Linked DNA regions of Capra hircus: region 1 is linked to region 2. Evidence: chromatin contacts called from public Hi-C data. All regions are on one chromosome and are shown on one strand. Each heading gives the region's core, a stretch centred on a gene start, on an enhancer-like site or on the middle of the called end of the contact. The rest is flanking DNA. Distances are from core to core; before and after follow the strand shown. Region 1 holds the start of TEX14 (inactive serine/threonine-protein kinase TEX14). Region 2 overlaps TEX14 (inactive serine/threonine-protein kinase TEX14).

Evidence for each region. Hi-C and Micro-C count contacts between places; a contact is called where the count stands out from the background.
Region 1: a contact with region 2 is called in a Hi-C map of blood, with 2.4 times the contacts expected there. The contact joins the promoter of TEX14 here to the enhancer-like site in region 2. A contact is called at or near these places in 2 of 5 Hi-C or Micro-C datasets (both in blood).

Annotation. Positions count from the first base shown.
Region 1 is chr19:9,248,809-9,252,968 of ARS1.2, reverse strand. TEX14 (inactive serine/threonine-protein kinase TEX14) reads left to right here and starts at 2,017. Exons shown (of 32, transcript XM_018064130.1): 1 at 2,017-2,152. The coding sequence starts at 2,017.
Region 2 is chr19:9,191,292-9,195,189 of ARS1.2, reverse strand. TEX14 (inactive serine/threonine-protein kinase TEX14) reads left to right here. Exons shown (of 32, transcript XM_018064130.1): 8 at 474-597; 9 at 1,889-2,067. Among named protein-coding and RNA genes, the nearest start is that of TEX14, 58 kb to the left of the region's middle. Within about 2 kb of position 1,414, at least 3 of the 5 cell types and tissues checked have an H3K27ac peak or open chromatin away from gene starts, as enhancers often do.

The DNA.
Region 1 (4,160 bases), core at 768-3,267, 57 kb before region 2:
TGGTATTCTTTTAAAAAAAGAGAATCTCTGAGGGTGACTGGAAAAGAATTCTAAAAGGAGGTAAACTGAAAAGTACATAGGAAGTGGAAGTTAGCATAAACATGATTAACAGTCGATGCTTAATTTTGGCAGCTTTAGGAAACGTATGAAACAAGCAGGTCTGAAGATTTGAGTATTTTAAGTCAAAATGTCATATATTGGTGTAAATGCAAATAAATAAAATTTTTTAAAGGTCAACGTTAAAATCACTTTTAAAATAGTTATTTTTGCCAGCACTGGGTCTTAGTTACTGCTGGAGGTTTTTCTCTAGTTGGGGAAATGGGGGCCACTTTGTTGCAGTGGGAGGGTTTCTTGTAGAGTGTGGGCTCAGTAGTTGTTGCCCAGGGACCTAGTTGCCCCAAGGCATGTGAAATCGTCCCAGACCAGGGATCCAACCCAGGTTCTGTGCATTGATAGGTGGATTCTTGACCACTGGACCATCAGGGACATTCTAAAATGACTATTATTTAAAGAACAAAACAAGAATTAAGTATTGATGAAGATCTGGAAAAATTGGGACCCTTTTTCACTGCTGGTGGTGATGTGAAATGGTGCAGTTACCATTCTAGTGTGCATAGGTTCTAGTGTGCATAACAGCAGCTAACAACTATAGACAGTTCCTTGGTTCCAGGCAGAGTTCTAAGCACTTTACAGAGTACTCCCATTTATAGATGAGGAAATTGAGGCCCATGAAAGGTTAAATAATTTCTTCAAGGTCACACAGGGAAGTGACACAGCCAGGTTGAGAACTTCAGAGTCTGAACTCTGAACCCAATCCACAGACTGTCTACCCTCTACATAAATGTCTGCATTTGTATACTGTTTGTTCTTTTTTGGACAAGAGTTATTGTGGTGCAGAATTTTTAAAATATTTATTTGTATTTATTTTGGCTGCACTGGGTCTTATTTGCAACATGCGGGATCTTCTGGTCTTGGCATGTGAGATCTAGTTCTCCTACCAGGGATTAAACCTGGGCACCCTGCATTGGGAGTGCCAAGTCTTAGCCACTTGACCCCCAAAGAAGTCCCCTAACTTTTCAAAGTGAATGCCCTCCTGGGAATTCCCTGGTAGTTCAGCAGTTAGGACTTCGCACTTTCACTGCCAAGAGTTCGAGTTCAATCCGTGGTCCAGGAAATAGGATCCCATAAGCCTCAAGGCCAAAACAAAACACAAACTCACAAGTTAATACTCTCCTAATGGTCTTGATGATGCAATAAATGTGTATTTCTAATTCTACTTCTTGGTATCATCACTTTTTCACTCCCTGCTGCTGCTGCTAAGTCGCTTCACGCGTGTCTGACTCTGTGTGACCCCATAGACTGCAGCCCACCAGGCTCCCCCATCCCTGGGATTCTCAAGGCAAGAACACTGCAGTAGGTTGCCATTGCCTTCTCCATTTTCACTCCCAGGAATTGACAAAAATATTGAGTTCTTCAATGTCAACAGTAACATTGAGAATAAAATTTAATCTTTTAGAATTTATTTTAATTTATTTAATTTTGGCCATGCCTCATGGCACCCCACTCCAGTACTCTTGCCTGGAAAATCTCATGGACAGAGGAGCCTGTAGGCTGCAGTCCATGGGGTCACTGAGAGTCAGACATGACTGAGCAACTTCACTTTGACTTTTCACTTTCATGCATCGGAGAAGGAAATGGCAATCCACTCCAGTGTTCTTGCCTAGAGAATCCCAGAGATGGGGGAGCCTGGTGGGCTGCCGTCTTTGGGGTCACACAGAGTCGGACACGACTGAAGTGACTTAGCAGCAGCAGCAGCAAGGTATGCAGGATTTTAGTTCCCCGACCAGAGATCAAACCCAGATCCCCCGCTTCAGGAGCTCGGGGTCTTTGTCCCCCAATCCTATTCATTATAAATGAAAATGGACAAGAAGTGAAAGAAATGTGAAAGAATTGAACGTTTTTCCTTGCATTTCTGGTTCAGTTAGAAATAAGTATGTTGCTTTCTTTTGAAACAGGATGTCTCGGGCTGTTCACCTTCCAGTCCCCTGTCCTGTTCAGCTTGGTTCCTTAAGAAATGACTCCTTGGAAGCACAGCTTCATGAGTATGTCAAACAGGGGAACTATGTGAAAGTGAAGAAGATTCTTAAGAAAGGTAGGCATCATATTAAAATAGCACATGCAACTTGATTCACATTACTGAATAGCATTGGAAGGAAAACCAGGTACATCATAAGACTATGAATTCTTGGGGGAATTGGAAGTTAAATTTAGAGATGAGCTGTTCTCTACCAGTGCAGTTGGCTTGCTCAACAGAGGTCGTAAATCGCTGGAGGCTGTTATGTTATGTTTTGTTTTGTGCTAAGAAACCATGAAGTCTTCCGTTCTTTAGGCCCCTAAAGGTTTCACCTCAGGCCCCAGCCACCCACTTTAGATTCTGCCGGTTTCTCTTTTCTCCTTCAAATCTACCCCATCTACTGAGTCTTCTGAGGTTTGTGGTGGAGTGAGAAGGCCAGTTTTCATGGCTCTCTTCTTCCTTGCTCCTTACACAGGCACTTGATATTTTGTTTTCAAGGTGTTTCTGTTTATTTTGTTTTATAATCGGTGTATAATGGCTTTACAGTGTTGTGTTAGTTTCTGCTGTGTACAACAATGTGAATCAGCTATGAGTAAACATATATTCCTTCCCTCTTGAGCCTCCTTCCCACCCCAACCCCCTCCTACGTCTCTAGGTCATCACAGCGCGAGGAGCTGAGCTCCCTGTGTTGCAGAGCTGTTCTCCCACTAGGTATTTTATGCATGGTAGTGTATATATGTGGAGAAGGCAGTGGCACCCCACTCCAGTACGCTCGCCTGGAAAATCTCATGGACGGAGGAGCCTGGAAGGCTGTAGTCCTTGGGGTCACTGAGGGTCGGACACGACTGAGCGACTTCCCTTTCACTTTTCACTTTCATGCATTGGAGAAGGAAATGGCAACCCACTCCAGTGTTCTTGCCTGGAGAATCCCAGGGACGGGGGAGCCTGGTGGGCTGCTGTCTATGGGGTCGCACAGAGTCGGACACGACTGAAGCGACTTAGCAGCAGCAGCAGCAGCAGCAGCAGTGTATATATGTGTCCATGCTGCTCAATTCATTTCACCCTCTCTTTCCCCTGGTTTGTCCAAAAGTTTGTTCTCTGCTTCTTCATCTGAGTTCCTGCCAGCAAATAGGCTCATCTGTGCCATTTTTCCAGATTCCATATGGATATATATATATGCGCTTGATTTTTTCTTTCTGATTTGCATCACTCTGTATGACAGACTCTAGGTCCATCCATGCCACTACAAATGACCCAGTTATTTTCAAGGTGTTTTGTTTTTGTTTTGCTGTTGGGCAGACAGAAACAACAAACATAGCTCAGGCAATCTTCGAAAGAACAAACACACAGAAAATCATACTCAGACGAAAACTCTGTTGGTATTTGCTCCTGATCTAGAGATCCAGACCTGCTTTTTCAAGAGTAACCAGAAGTAACCAGTATTAAAAAGAAGGCTTAGAAAGTTTCTCTCAGCTGGTTTATGGAGCAGTCAAGGTGACCTAATTTTTCTACAGTGTTTCTCCTTTTGCCTCAACAGTATTCCTGACAACTTCCAGAAGGGTAGCACCCATTTTTTAAGGACTCAACTATCTCCAAAATACTTCTCTCAAAAAATTCTCAAGTGTTTCCATGTACCATCCCTAGAATCTGTAGATAAAGTGGCTGGTGGTAAACTAAATTTATTTAAAAGCTTCTGTTTTTTACCCCCTCCAAAATTGTTCATTTTACTTCATGACAGATCTGTGTGTGTTTTAATATGAAAATTGATGTTCAAGATGGGCATGCTATGACTTCTAGTGTCTGTCTATCCATATCCTCCAACATGAGAAGCAGAGTTCTGTGACATTTTTTAATCTGTCTCCTAGACATCTCCTGAGTGTTCTGTATCTTCATATTCTTTTTTTTTTAAACTTTTTTTTTTTTGGAGGTATAGTTAATGTGGGTTTCCCAGGTAGCACTAATGGTAGAGAACCTGCCTAACAATGCAGGACATGTAAGAGATCCACATCTCTTTGGTCCCTGGGTCGGGAAGATGCCCTGGAGGAGGGCACGGCAACCCACTCCAGTGTTCTTGCCTGGAGAATCC
Region 2 (3,898 bases), core at 165-2,664:
AATAGTCCTGGCTCATCAATTTCACTCAGCTCCTATAAAGCCAAGCGCTTCGTTTTGGGGAAGTCAGCCTGAAGGGACTCAAGGAGGCTGGACAGGCTCGTGACGTGGATTCTGATGTGAGGCTGGGTGGGACGTGTGACCTTGGGCCTGACCTCTCCCTGGCCTTTGCTTCTTGATCTCTATGAGTGTAACTGTAATGGCACCTTTCCTATAGCTAGTTGTTAGGATCAAGGTGATGTATGTCGAGTCCCTTTCTCAGTAGCTGTTAGTGACATTGTCATCGATGACCCTAAGCCTTCAGGTTCTGATCAGTGAAAAGCCGAGAATTCCATCAACAGAGAACTCAACCCCTACCCCATCCCACTTTCTTAGCAAAACATTGTGTGTAAATAGAATTTGTGTGGAATGTGTTCAGGGAGCCCAGAAGAAAGGAAAGCACCCATCGTTTCATCCTGTCCTCTTTGCCTCTGCAGCAAGTTGCGGCACCCCCACCTGCTGCAGCTGATGGCTGTGTGCCTGTCCCCGGACCTGGAGAAGACCCGCCTCGTGTACGAGCGCGTCACGGTGGGCACGCTGTTCAGTGTCCTCCACGAACGGGTGAATGCCTGTTTCCCCGCATTTTCCCCTTGCTGCCTTTCCCCGCCACTCCAGCTCTCCTTTCCCTTTCTCTCTCTTCTTTTACCCCAGGAGCAGAGTTCCCATTTGTGCACGCATAGAAGAGAAATCTCCTAATTCTTTACTCTGAGGGGGGCTGTGTAATGCACCGTTTAAAGCTAATCAGCACATTGGAACTAGTGTGATTTTATTATTGTTAGTCTGGCTTTTTTAATCACACATCTGAGAGCTCAGTAGACCCAGAAAACACACAGCCACACTTGTAGCTCACAGTAACCAAACAGTCTCTGGCCTTGTTTCCTGGCATTTTCCCTTGTGCCCTAACGCAGGGGCCCTCAGCCTCCTAGAGCCTGATGGTCTAAGATGGCGCTGATGTAATAATAATAGAGATAAAGGGCGCAATAAATGTGACGTGCTTGAAGCATCTGGATACTTTACCTCCCCCGCCCCCATTTTGTGGAAAAATTGTCTTCCACAAAACTGGTCCCTGGTGCCAGAAAGGTTGGGGACCGCTGCCCTCTGGGACCTTTATATGCAAGGCCTTGTCTGTCTCTTCCTACTTTTCAGCTTTCCTGGTGGAGGGTATGGGACACACAGACTCCGTGGGAGCTTGCTTTGGCCTGAAATGTGACTTCCAAAAGGTCCTGATAGATTGGTTTTTCTTTCTCCATGGCTTTGTTTTGAAGACCCTAGGCTGGAGTGAGAAAAGAGCCTGCAGGAAGGGCCCTTCCCTGAAACGGCTCACCCCTCCTCCTGCCTGGGTTTCGGGTTTCACCTCTCAGTGTTAGAGTTCCCTTTCCTCTCCTCGGGGGAGGGCGTTGACTTACAATGCCACTTCTGGGGAGAGAAGAGAGCTCCTGTGACTGGGTGTCTTAGTATGAGGGGATTTCTGTCCTCCTGGAGTAAACTTTCTAGGTCCTCTGGCCACAGCAGGGGCTGGATTGTCCTTTGTGTGTCAAGTTCTCCCGCAGCACAGGCTTGGCATTGCCAGTGGCGGTGGGGCCCACACTGGAGGTGCAGACCAGGTTTGAGGACTTTTCTCCTCATTTTTTTGGTAATATCAAGCAGCTTGGCTAAGGGAGAGGAACCCAGGTTTGGAGTCAGGGGCCCTGAGTCAGTGGGACCTCAGGCTGGTCACTTAACCTCATTGAATCTTAGGTTCCCCACCATGACAGCAGGTGGCTGTCATGACACCTGGTGGCTGTCATGAAGGTCAATACAAAAGACTGGAAACTGTGAAGCCCTTTGCAGCATCCTTTGTTCTTGCTTGCAGCGGGCCCAGTTCCCCGTGTTGCACATGGAGGTGATCGTGCACCTGCTGCTCCAGATCTCCGACGCCCTGAGATACCTGCATTCCCGGGGCTTTATCCACCGCTCCCTCAGCTCCTACGCCATCCACATTGTCTCCACAGGGGAAGCGAGGCTGGCCAACCTGGAGTACATGATGGAAAGGTGGGCTCACCTCGATCATGACTTCCAAACAGGGTCTCCCCAGGGTGGGTGCTTTGCTGTAGAGAGAGAATCTGACCTGGGCAGGATCCCTCATTGGTGGGCTGAACTGCCTAATCAATGGAGGAAGAGGTTTCCCAGTGTCTTCCCCTGTCAGCCCAGGTTAGAGGGGCTTTGGGGAAGTTACTTCTGTTCATTATAATGAATATTTGACAGGCATGAGCACATGTTAGCCAGACTGTAAGTTTTCAGAATTTTCTGTGGCTTCACACAGCCCAAGTATTTCTCACTCACCTTGCCATGCAGCGTGTGTGTGTTGGGAAGGGATGGCATTCACCGTGCTCTGCATTCCTCCCTTCCAGGGCTCCACTGGCCCCCAGGCCTCAGCCTCCCACTGTGTCCTCCGCATCGCTGCTCATTGAGAAAGAGCAAGCCTGGAGGGACGCGTGGAGGGGTTTAGGGACTACCGGAAGTAGGTGTATCATTACTTCCCACTTTACAAGGCCCAGCACCCAGTCACCTCTTCCCTGCAGGCAGGCTGGGAAATGCACCACAGCTGTGCATCCTGGAAGATGTGAGAAGGCGGTGGGTGCTGGTGAGCCTTACGATCCTGACCTGAGTAGGTGGGGCTCAGTGCAGGGAGGGAAGTAGTGATGAAAACATCATCTTTACTCGAGGTTTCGGGCATGGGCTTCATTTCGCATTTGGCAGAAGTCAGAGTCCTCCTGAGAGTGGAGGGCTGGCCCCCATCTCCTGCCCCTCAGTTCTGGGGGGCAGAGGATCTACCCTGCGCTTCCTTACCGTCCTCCGCAGCTCTGAGGCCCGGGCCCAGGGCTGCTCGGGTGCAGCCTGAGCCGCGGGCAGACCCCTGGCTGAGACCTGCTCACCTCCGCTGAGCCTGGTCCTCACCCACCACCATCACTGAGGTTTTATTTCTGAGTCTCTGGCAGGTCTTGCGTGCATACCTGCTAAGTCACTTCAGTCATGGCTGACTCTTTGCAATCCCATGGACTGTTGCCTGCCAGGCTCCTCTGTCTATGGGATTTTCCAGGCAAGAATGCTGGAGTGGGTTGCCATGCCCTCCTCCAGGGGATCTTCCCGATCCAGGGATCAAACCCTTATCCCTCATGTCTCCTGCATTGGCAGGCGAGTTCTTTACCACTAGTGCCACCTGGGAAGCCCCTGGCAGGTCTTGCATCTCATAATTTACTTCTTAGAAAAGCTCTATGAGGACAGGGATTTCTGTTTTATCTGCTGCCATATCTCAGATACCTAGAGGCTAGAGCAGGCCTCCACACAGCGGGAGCTCTGCATGCTCTTAATTTTTTTAATTAAAAATTTTTTTAAAAATTTATTTTAAAACAATGTATTTATTTATTTGGCTGTGCCAGGTCTCAGTTGCAGCACACAGGATCTTTAGTCGTGACACGTGGGATCTTTAGCTGCGGCGTGTGGGATCTAGTTCTCTGAGCAGGGATAGAGCCCAGGCTCCCTGCATTAGGAGTGTGGAGTCTTAGCCAGTGGACCACCAGGGAAATTCCTTTTTATTTTAAAAATTCTATTTTATTTATTTACAGATAATTTTGTTTATTTATGTATTTATGGCCATTCCATGCTGTTTGTGGCATCATAGTTCCCTGACCAGGGATTGAAGCCACACCCCCTGCATTGGCAGCGTGGAGTCTTAACCACTGGACCATCAGGGAAGTTCCTCAACATGTTTTTTAAATTGAATGAAGTGGAAAGACTATCAGTTCCCTGGGCCTCGTGTGTCCCTTGTCTCTGTCTGGAGAGGAGAGCATGGGTCAGATTGGGCTTCCCTTTGTGGGCCTTG